Regions from separate parts of the Ovis aries genome. Here region 1 is linked to region 2. Evidence: chromatin contacts called from public Hi-C data. All regions are on one chromosome and are shown on one strand. Each heading gives the region's core, a stretch centred on a gene start, on an enhancer-like site or on the middle of the called end of the contact. The rest is flanking DNA. Distances are from core to core; before and after follow the strand shown.

Region 1 (4,901 bases), core at 1,558-4,057, 190 kb after region 2:
TTTTAACTTTGCCCTGCTACGTCTTGTTCAAGGTACAGCATTTCAAATTCTGCCTAAGCAAAATGATTATATCTTTTCAACATCCTTAGATCCTTTAAGAGGGATGCTGGAGAATGAGAAAATCAAAGACTTGAGAACCGCTCACTTTTTTCTTCTGTCTTCCTTTGTTCTTTTTGTTTCCTGCATATTTTAATCTTTCCTGTTTTATTTTATAAAATCAAGATTTATGGGGACAAAAATTACTGACTTCAATACTATGGTACAAATTATTGTCTCTGGAAATCATATCCTGCCTTTAAGAAACATATCACAGATGAAGCCCCTATTCTGGATCAGCACACACATCTAATTAGGTAAGAAGAAAAGTATATCAAGAAAGGTTGAAAGTTGTAGGCATGGGGAATAAATTGACTTCTACTCAAGTTACCACCATGAATATACAGAGGAAAGGACCTGCATCTGTTTCACATTGTAAAAGCCTTAGTGCCCAGAGCAGCATTTCAAGCCCAGGGGATGGCCGACAAATGTTCATGACAAGGATGCTAAGGCCATCCACAGCCTGACCTCTGCAACAGTTCTGATAGAGTGTCCGGTTCTTGATTTACCATCTTAATTTTATGTGATTCTGAATATGCTTTACAGGCTTTAATTCAAATTACCCACTTCTGACTTTGAAAATGAAATAGCTAACTGCCTACCAGACTTCCAGCTCCTCCAGGGCAGAGATTTTGTCTGACAGAAGCCCATGATTGCAGTCCCAGACATGACTTAGAGGTCAATTCTTTCTAATTCCACCTCCCTGAATAACTAAATGAAACAACCTATAATAGTTGCACCTCTAATTGCTGTCCCGTCCCATACTTGAGAATTTCAAACTAAGAAAGCTCCCCTTCTGAGTCTTTGGCAAATAGGCTAATTGGAATGACCTAATAGCCTTTCTTGTATCCATATCCAACCTGGACCAGAAACACGGTGGCAAGATCCGTTTCCACCAGCCACTCCGCCCCAACCCCACCCTCTCACCACAACCTATGCCAACCTCCACCCTCAACAATCTACTCTGATGCACCCAACTCCATTCACAGCTGGGTGGCCACAATTTGTTTTCAAAACAAATTAATCTACTCCACCCTCCTAGCGATCTTCTCAAGCCTGGCACTTAGGAGAAAACATTGCTTGGTTCTACTAAAAAGCAAAGTTATCACATTGACACTCACATGCTTACAAGAAGGAGGAATGCAGAAACATCACTGTTCAGAAGACTATAAGAAATGGCCCCGCCAAGGCAGATCATCAGAATTCTGTCCTGACCCTGAGGCCAGGTAGGAACCTCTCAGATGCCAGGATATTTTGTCAAAAGGAGCACAAGATTCATCGAATCAGGGGACTGAGGGCTGCTCCTACCCCTGGGACTGCTGTTCATCCGAAAAGTAGAGATGCTAGCAGAGGAAGATACCCAGTGTGGGTCTCGACCTATTCCAGGAGGCTCTGCAATGCTGCTAGAAAAATTACCTTGGCCCCTTCCGCTTCCTTGCAGCCATTGGTTAGCTTTCCACGCAGACGTTCAAAATGGGGCCTTTGAAAACTCTGCCCTCAAACGAAGGTGGTTCAGAGCAACACTTTGGCTGATATCACAAGACTCCCAGGGCAGCGCTTCGCTGCTTCCTCAGCATATGCCAGTGCCCATTTTACAGGGGCGATTTATGGTCCTTCTCTCAGTAGAGCGAGCCAAAGTTTTATAATCTTCATTAAAAATCAGCACCACATGTAATAATACAGAATACTGCCTGTACACAAGGGGGCCAAGTTATAGGTGTTCAGGGAAACGTGGCAGAATTTCTTGGCCTTCGCAGGCGTAAAGTTGCAGGCACCAGCACTATACTAACACAACCTCCTTTTATTGCAAATGTTCCTTCAGTCGAAGTCCTAATTACTTTCTGTAAAACCCTAACCACCATCAAGCTTTCTTCCGACAGGGCAGCCGCGCGATGGCCTTCAAGTGCAGCAGCAACACCCTGGCGGCCTCTCGAGTGGGCTGCGGGGGAGGGGGCTGGAACCCAGCAGGACTGGGGCAGCAGCTGCGAGGTAGGCTCTTGGGTGAGCTTCGCAATCGCACGCGCCCCTTTTCAAACCCTGGCGTGTGGACTTAGAGGCCACCTCGGTGGGACAGGCGGAGGCCCTCCTGGAAAGGATTCAAAAGTCAGTATCAACGTTAGGTCAGAGGCTACTCTTTCTCACCCCGTCTGCTCCCAACAGGGGGACCGGTCAGCTTTGAGGGGCCCGCAGAGCATCTTTTCCTGCCCCTTCTTGGGAAACCGCTAGGCAAGCCCGGAAACCCAGGTCTCGAGGTCCCACTCCCCTTCCAGGGTCTAGTGCCCCGGCTCTGCCCGCTCCCCACGTGACACACCAGCCATCACCTCTCCAACCACCCCTCTCGCCCCCAGTCCTGGCCTTTCAAGGCCCCTGGGCGAGTCGCCGGCCAGGCCGGACCGACCAGGCGGCTAGGAGAGCCAGGAGCAAGGGGCTCTCCAGGCCGCGCGGCCGCACAAAGCGGGGAGAGCAGCAGCGGCGGCGGCGTGAGGCGCGCCCCCTCCCGCGAGTAGGCCGAGCGCGCGCCCGCCCCCTGTCCCTCCGCCCTAGCCCCCGGAGCGCCATTCGCGGAGCGGCTTACGCTAGTCGCCGGGCGTACGGCGCCCCAGCGGCCGGGGAGGTGCGCTGCCCGGCTCCCGTAAAGTTATTGTGAATGGGGAACGGGTGACGTCAGCGCCGAATGTCAACAATGTAGCGATTGAGAGTGTGGGCGTTCCGGGGAGAGCGCGAGCCGCGCGGCGAGGAGCAAACAGCGCCGAGCAGCCGCCGCCTCGCCAGCAGCAGCAGCAGCAGCGGCAGCAGCGGCAGCGGCGACCGTGCACGCCCGGGCTGCGGTCGCAGCAGCGCTAAAGCCAGCGCCCGCCGCCGCCCTCGCCACCGCGCCTGCCCACTCCCGCGGCCGCCGGGCTCTCGCTTTCTCCCCGGCCTCCCCTCGACCCTTCCCCTCCCCCTTCCCGCCACTCTCGGGGGGCTGGGGACGAGCTGCCATGTGATGCGCCTCCCCTCGGTGAGCCTTCGGTGACCCCCACCCCTCCCCGATCCGCCGACCGCCGGGAGGGGGCTGCGGGCTGGGAGGACGCGGGCAAGAGGAGACGGAAAAGAACGCAAAGTTCTCTGGCGAGGTGAGTCCGTGGCCCGCGAGTCCCGGGCCCCCGCGGCGGGGCAAGTTGGCCGGGGAGGGGGCGCGGGGGGAGCGGGCTTGCGGGACTGGCGGGGAGGCGTGAGGAAGCGGCGCGGGAAGGGAGCCGCGGCTGCGGGGTGCGCACGCAGCCGCCAGCCGAGCGCCCTGCCCGCTTTGATGGCATTTTCTAGGAACGGGAAGGGGGTGGGAGCTGAGCAGGCGGACGCGCGGCTGCGGCCGTGCGCTCTGTCGCCCGGCTGTTTACGGCGGGCGAGGAGGCATTGTATTTTGCTCGCGTCGACGGGTGTTTTGGAACAGCAGGGGGAGGAGGAGCAGAGGGTAATAAGTCAGGCGTGGGGCGGGCGGGCTGGAGGGAGGCGCGCGTCCGCGCGACCGGAGCAGCTGTCAGACCCACGGCCCTGCACTCGGGCCCCCAGCCCGCGATCGCGGTGCCAGGCCGGGCGGCCTCCTCCCAGCTCGCGGCGTCCGCGACCCGGGCTGCTCCGCGAAGCTTTGCGCTCGGCTGTCAGTCGCCGCCGGGTAGCTGAGACTACAGCGACTGGCGAGGTATCAAAGCCCAAGTTTAGGGTCCCGGGAAGAGGCAGCCCGGGGACTCTCGGCGCAGACCTCGGGCTGCGCGCTGGGTACGATCGCTATTAGCCAAGGACCAGGTCATTGGCATGAGTCCCGGGGAGCTCGAGCCGAAAGGCTCGTGCCTTCAGACAGAAAAATCTTGCACCTTCCTCTTCCACGATTCTGCATGAAATCAAAGTGCAACACACACCCCCTCTTCTCCCTGCCTGCACTTCAGTCTGCAAACCCCTTTTGGGCTCCACCTAGGAGAGTTTATCCAGGGGACACCGCTCCACCGCCCCCTCGCCGAGGCGCCCTGTAGGGTCTCGCAGTTTTTCTCCTCTCACCCGGTGAGTGCTCAGGAGCCGAGCACCCATGGAGAGGGAGGCGGGCGGCGCTCCTTGGACTACCCTAGCTGCCCGCGAGAAGGGACTCGAGTGAGCACCTCGGCGACCTCGGTTTGGCCGGGGATTTGCAAGAATTCGGACCGTGGGAGGAAGCGGACAGGGCCGGGTGTGTGCGTGTGAAAGGGACCGCGCACCGCAGGCTTCCAGGGTCGTGGGCGCGCGAGGTATCTGCAGCACCGTCTCGCATGTAGGCGAGTTTGATAACTTGGGGGGAAGTTCCCGCACCGCCGTCAGATGGTTTTTGTCTGTGGCCGGGGAAGGAGCGCTTCGCAATTTGCCTGTCTGGTCACCGTCGTCTCGATGACCCGTGACCCCTGCGAAACAGGAGGGACGAGGGCGCCCAACTCCGGGCAGAGCTGCGCACTCTCGGCCGCCTGGCGAAGGGAGCGGCGGGACGCAGCGTTCCTCGGCTTTCACCTTCGCGGTCTAGTGCTGCAGTCTCTCACTCCCGGTGTAAATTTCATCTGTTGAGTGTATTTAACTAAAATGAGTAATTACTTTAGATAAAAATCCTTTCCTGCCTAGTGGGAACCTTGGCGGAGATGATGCCTAATGAGATATTTTGCTTTTGTCTGTTTAGAGTAAAATTAGAGATGTTAACTCTGATAACGGTTTTCTCAGATCATTAAAATGTAACATGTAGGAAAGGCATGTTGAGCTGCGAAGGCTCTGGCTGACATGAAAGAAGCTGTGCGGGGAAAGGCTGCCAC
Region 2 (4,405 bases), core at 72-2,571:
CAGTTAAACGTTCCTATGTAGATAGTTCCTATACACAGAGCTGGTGTGGTGTGAGCATCTGCTAAAATACTAACAAGTAAGCAGGGACGAGTCTGCAGAACCCTTTGCCTGCAGAGGCTCATGGTACACTTGCTCCTTCCTCCTGCTGCCTATCAGTAAAGATCTTCTGCCCAACTATGAGAAACACATTACCCGGAAACATGTCTTAGCGCTGCTGGGGAATGACCTTCTATTCATATTAAAGATGTTTGAACAGACTAAACTTCTTTACTAAAATCCATTCAGCAAACAGGGATGGAACCTGGGCTGCAGAAACACAAAACATAAGATAGGTGTGAAATCTAGCCTGTGACCTTCAGGCAAGGACTATCCAGGGAATGAGTGAGAATTCACTGTCCTGGACTACTAGTTAAAGACAACAAGCTATTATGGAAAGTTTACAAACAAGCTTAGATTTTTAAAACATGTTTGCATATTTCTAAATATCCCCTATGAGCACTAAACACTTGAAGATGGTTGGATGGCATCATTGATTCGACTGACGTGAGTTTGAGCTAACTCCGGGAGATGGTGAAGGACAGGGAAGTCTGGCGTTCTGCAGTCCATGGGGTCACAAAGAGTCTGATAGGACTGAACGAATGAACAAGCGTGGGCTTTGAGGGCTAGAAGCAGAATCCTGGGGAAGAGGGAACAAGATGCTATTAATAGAAAGGGAAGAAAACCATACAATTTATAAAGGAGCTTCATACTCAAACCTCAGTCACCTAAACCCTGCATATTGTTAGCTTCCATTTTTCTAAGAGAAAATGGGAGATTTTAGGCATTTCCCCGAAGTGGAACAGTGAGCTAGTGACTCGAGTGAGCCTTTAGACTCCTAGGCAGGGGTTTTTGTCCCTACCGTGAATCTCACAGCATTTCATTGCTTTAGGGGAGTGATCAAATCAAATCAAACTGCATTATGTAACTAGGTTGTAAATCTGTGAATAAAATGTTCATATTATAAAATTTCTGTGAGGACGATGTTGGGTCTCGGTAATCATGACACAGGTGGGTCTGTCTGACTGTGAGGTCCCGAATCCTTCCCAGACTGTCTTGCTTTTGATAACCAGGAGGTGGCAGTGCAAGCACAGCCTTCCAGGGCCTTCTTATCATGGACGACCCAGGGTGGTGACAAGCGAAGTTTCCTACGCCAGTCTAGGGTGAATCATTCCGCAGCTCTAGGGTCGTGGTATCGGTTTCAGTGTGTCTGCTTATCTGGAGTTTTCTCTGTGCTCTCCAGTCTCACCAGAGGCTGCTCTATTTGCGTAGAGATACCTGCTGTGGGATCTTCTACTGAATTATGTAGAATTAGTGAATGAGGGAGACGCTTAACGGGGCTGTCCGCCCTTTGAATGCCAAGTAATTGTCATCCTTCTGAGTAAGCAGGGCTGCCTAGGATCCTAGAAGGAAAATTCCAGGTCTCCTTCTCTGTGTCCCGAAACCAATTCTCAGGCTATGTAGCATCTTGGTCGCTTTCCGTTGCGACTGGTTACAGAGTAAGTGCCATTAATAATAGGAAATTGGAGATTCGGAGGTGCTGAGCTTATTTCTCCCAAAATACAGTAAATATTCTCATTGCAAAGAAAGGTATCTTTGGGGGGGTGACCCAGCCTGCCTGCTTCTAGAAAGGAGCATCCTGCACAAAAATTAATTATGCTATTAATGTTAGTTAATAGGGAGTTCCCTGGTGCTCCAGTGGTTAAGACTTTGCCTTCCAAGGAAAGGAGTTCAGGTTCAATTCCTGGTTGAGGAGCTAAGATCCCACATGCCTGGTGTCCAAGAAACCAAACCATAAAACAAAAGCAATATTGTAACAAATTCAGTAAAGACTTTAAAAATTGTCCATATCAAATCTAAAAAAAAAAAAAAATAGTTACTGCATATGGGAGAAGGCAATGGCACCCCACTCCAGTACTCTTGCCTGGAAAATCCCATGGACAGAGGAGCTTGGAAGGCTGCAGTCCATGGGGTCGCTAAGAGTCGGACACGACTGAGAGACTTCACTTTCACTTTTCACTTTCATGCATTGGAGAAGGAAATGGCAACCCACTCCAGTGTTCTTGCCTAGAGAATCCCAGGGACGGGGGAGCCTGGGGGGCTGCCGTCTATGGTGTCACACAGAATCGAACACGACTGAAGTGACTTAGCAGTAGCAGCAGCATTGAACTCACAGAAAGTTCTGTGTATACACTTCCTATAGGTTACCTCCTTTACTCTGACAATGGCTAACAGAGGCAAATGTTAACATGATCCCGATCTTCCAATGAAGAGACTGAGAAATTATTTACGCAAGCCATGGAATTTGAGTGAAGGTCTCTGATTGAAAAAACCTAACATTTGTGTCCATCTGTGAGTAGTTAGCAGGTTTCCCTGGTAGCTCAGAGGTCAATGTTCTTGCCTGGAGAATCCCAGGGACAGGGGAGCCTGGTGGGCTGCCATCTATGGGGTCACAGAGTCGGACACGACTGAAGTGACTTAGCAGCAGCAGCAGCAGCAGCAGGAGATATGGGTTTGATCCCTGGGTCAGGAAGATCTCCTGGAGAAGGAAATGACAACCTACTCTAGTATTCTTGCCTGGAGAGTCCCATGGACAGAGGAGCCTGACAGGCTGCAGTCCATGGAGCTGCAAAAGAGTCGTACACAACTTGGCGACTAAACAACCAACAATAAACAGATGTGAGTGCTTATCATGTCCTTGAACTATGTATAGGGTCTCACTTCACATCTGTCACACAAGCGGACTCACAGGTGAGGCCCCATGTTCTAGTGCAGATCCTTCGGAGTAGAGCAAGATGCCAAGATGCCCACCAGCTGGGATGGGCAGGAAGTCCGCACAGGCCTGGCTTAGCTGAGGTTCAGCTGGACAGGCCCACCCCTAAGGTGAGATTGGCCTGGTACAGGCAAAGACAGAGGCGGTCTAGACTATCAGGCAAATGGCTGGACAGCGCTTAAGCCAGCACCGGTGCAAGCACACGAGCTCCCTGGCGTGTCTGTCTGGAGATGAGACAGGGCAAAATCCTGACTTCACTCAGAAATGGCACGCTTTCCTCTAGGTTTATTTCCTAAAGTCTTGATCATGATGACTCTTTCACTGGTTTGCATGAAAATGAGCACTCAAGGACAATGTGGTGAGTTTTTTTTTTTTAATCAACATTTATTACAGAGAAGATAACCCCTAATTTTGAGATTCTGCCCTTCCTGTTTATGGTTAAAATGTTTCTCTTAGGAAGACATGGAAGTTGATTTATATCTTAATAATGTTCCCTCGAAAAATAAAAACTTGACATACCTACAGAGTACTCCTCTTTTCTTCTTCTTTATAAAAAAGTTGCAGATTAAAATCTAGAACTCCATCTCTGGGTGGTCCTCAAACTTTTCCTCCCCTGAGCAAGTTAGGAGTATTTCATATACTGCCATCTAGTGGTCAGCCTCTGTCACACTCGCTGACTCTCTGAGAAAATAAAGTGTGTGGAACACAAGGGGTGGGTGTGTGTGTGTGTGTGTGTGTGTGTGTGTGTGTGTGTGTGTGTGTGTGTGTAAACTCAGGTGCCAACAAGCAGAGATGTGTTAGCATGGAAAAATGCAGGTTTTGAAAACTGTGTAGAAAGAATCAGAGTGAACAGACCTCCTACTCCAAATCCATGTGGGCAGAATTGAAAGCAGGTGTGTGGGATTAGCACGCTGTATTTTTTCCAACATCCACCACCCAAAGGGCAGCCGCACAGAATCGTTCATGCTCAGGAGCGCGATCAGCTAATGGGACGTGAGACGGTGTAGAGAAGAAGGTTTCAAGACGAAACTTGAACCAAATGTGTTCACGGTGTAACTCATACCCTTTGAATAACAGAGGTATCACTTCCAACTCTGGGAGGACCCCTCAACCTTTCCAAAATGGGTGAGTATAGATTTTTGCAAGTGCCTGGTGCAGCTGGGAGCATAGCAGAGAATGGATTTGCAAATAGCAGGCAGCCTGACCTTTGAAGATGGCTCCTACTAGCAGCCGGTACTTCCCACCTCTGTCCTTCACTGTTGCTGCAGCCTCTGGGCTTCTGCATCTGCAGCCTCCTGCCAACCCCCTCCTCCAAGCTGGCTGCTCATCCTCCTTTCATACTGCTAGAGAGAGTGAAAGGGGGACAGGGAGAAATGCAAAGAAACCATGTCTAGGGTAGAGAGGAGACAGAGGTGCTTCCTGAAAAGTCCAGAAAACCCCTTCTTCTCAACCCCAGAAGACTGTGTAGAAGAGTCTTAAACTACATGGTGTTCTGTAGCTCTCCCAAGTGGTCCTGAACTGAGTCAGCTAATTCAGGCTCTGGACACTAGTGCAGAAGCCAATAGTCTATAAGTTGCTAACTGACTGTATTCCGAA

The links. A called contact is a pair of places that touch in the nucleus more often than the background predicts.
Region 1: a Hi-C map of hypothalamus shows a contact between it and region 2, with 4 times the contacts expected there. The contact joins the promoter of BACH2 here to the enhancer-like site in region 2. A contact is called at or near these places in 9 of 16 Hi-C or Micro-C datasets (blood, hypothalamus, liver and 4 more).

The regions. Positions count from the first base shown.
Region 1 is chr8:47,317,257-47,322,157 of ARS-UI_Ramb_v3.0, forward strand. BACH2 (BTB domain and CNC homolog 2) reads left to right here and starts at 2,808. Exons shown (of 7, transcript XM_060419566.1): 1 at 2,808-3,212.
Region 2 is chr8:47,132,075-47,136,479 of ARS-UI_Ramb_v3.0, forward strand. No RefSeq gene overlaps it. Among named protein-coding and RNA genes, the nearest start is that of MAP3K7, 100 kb to the left of the region's middle. Within about 2 kb of position 1,322, at least 4 of the 54 cell types and tissues checked have an H3K27ac peak or open chromatin away from gene starts, as enhancers often do.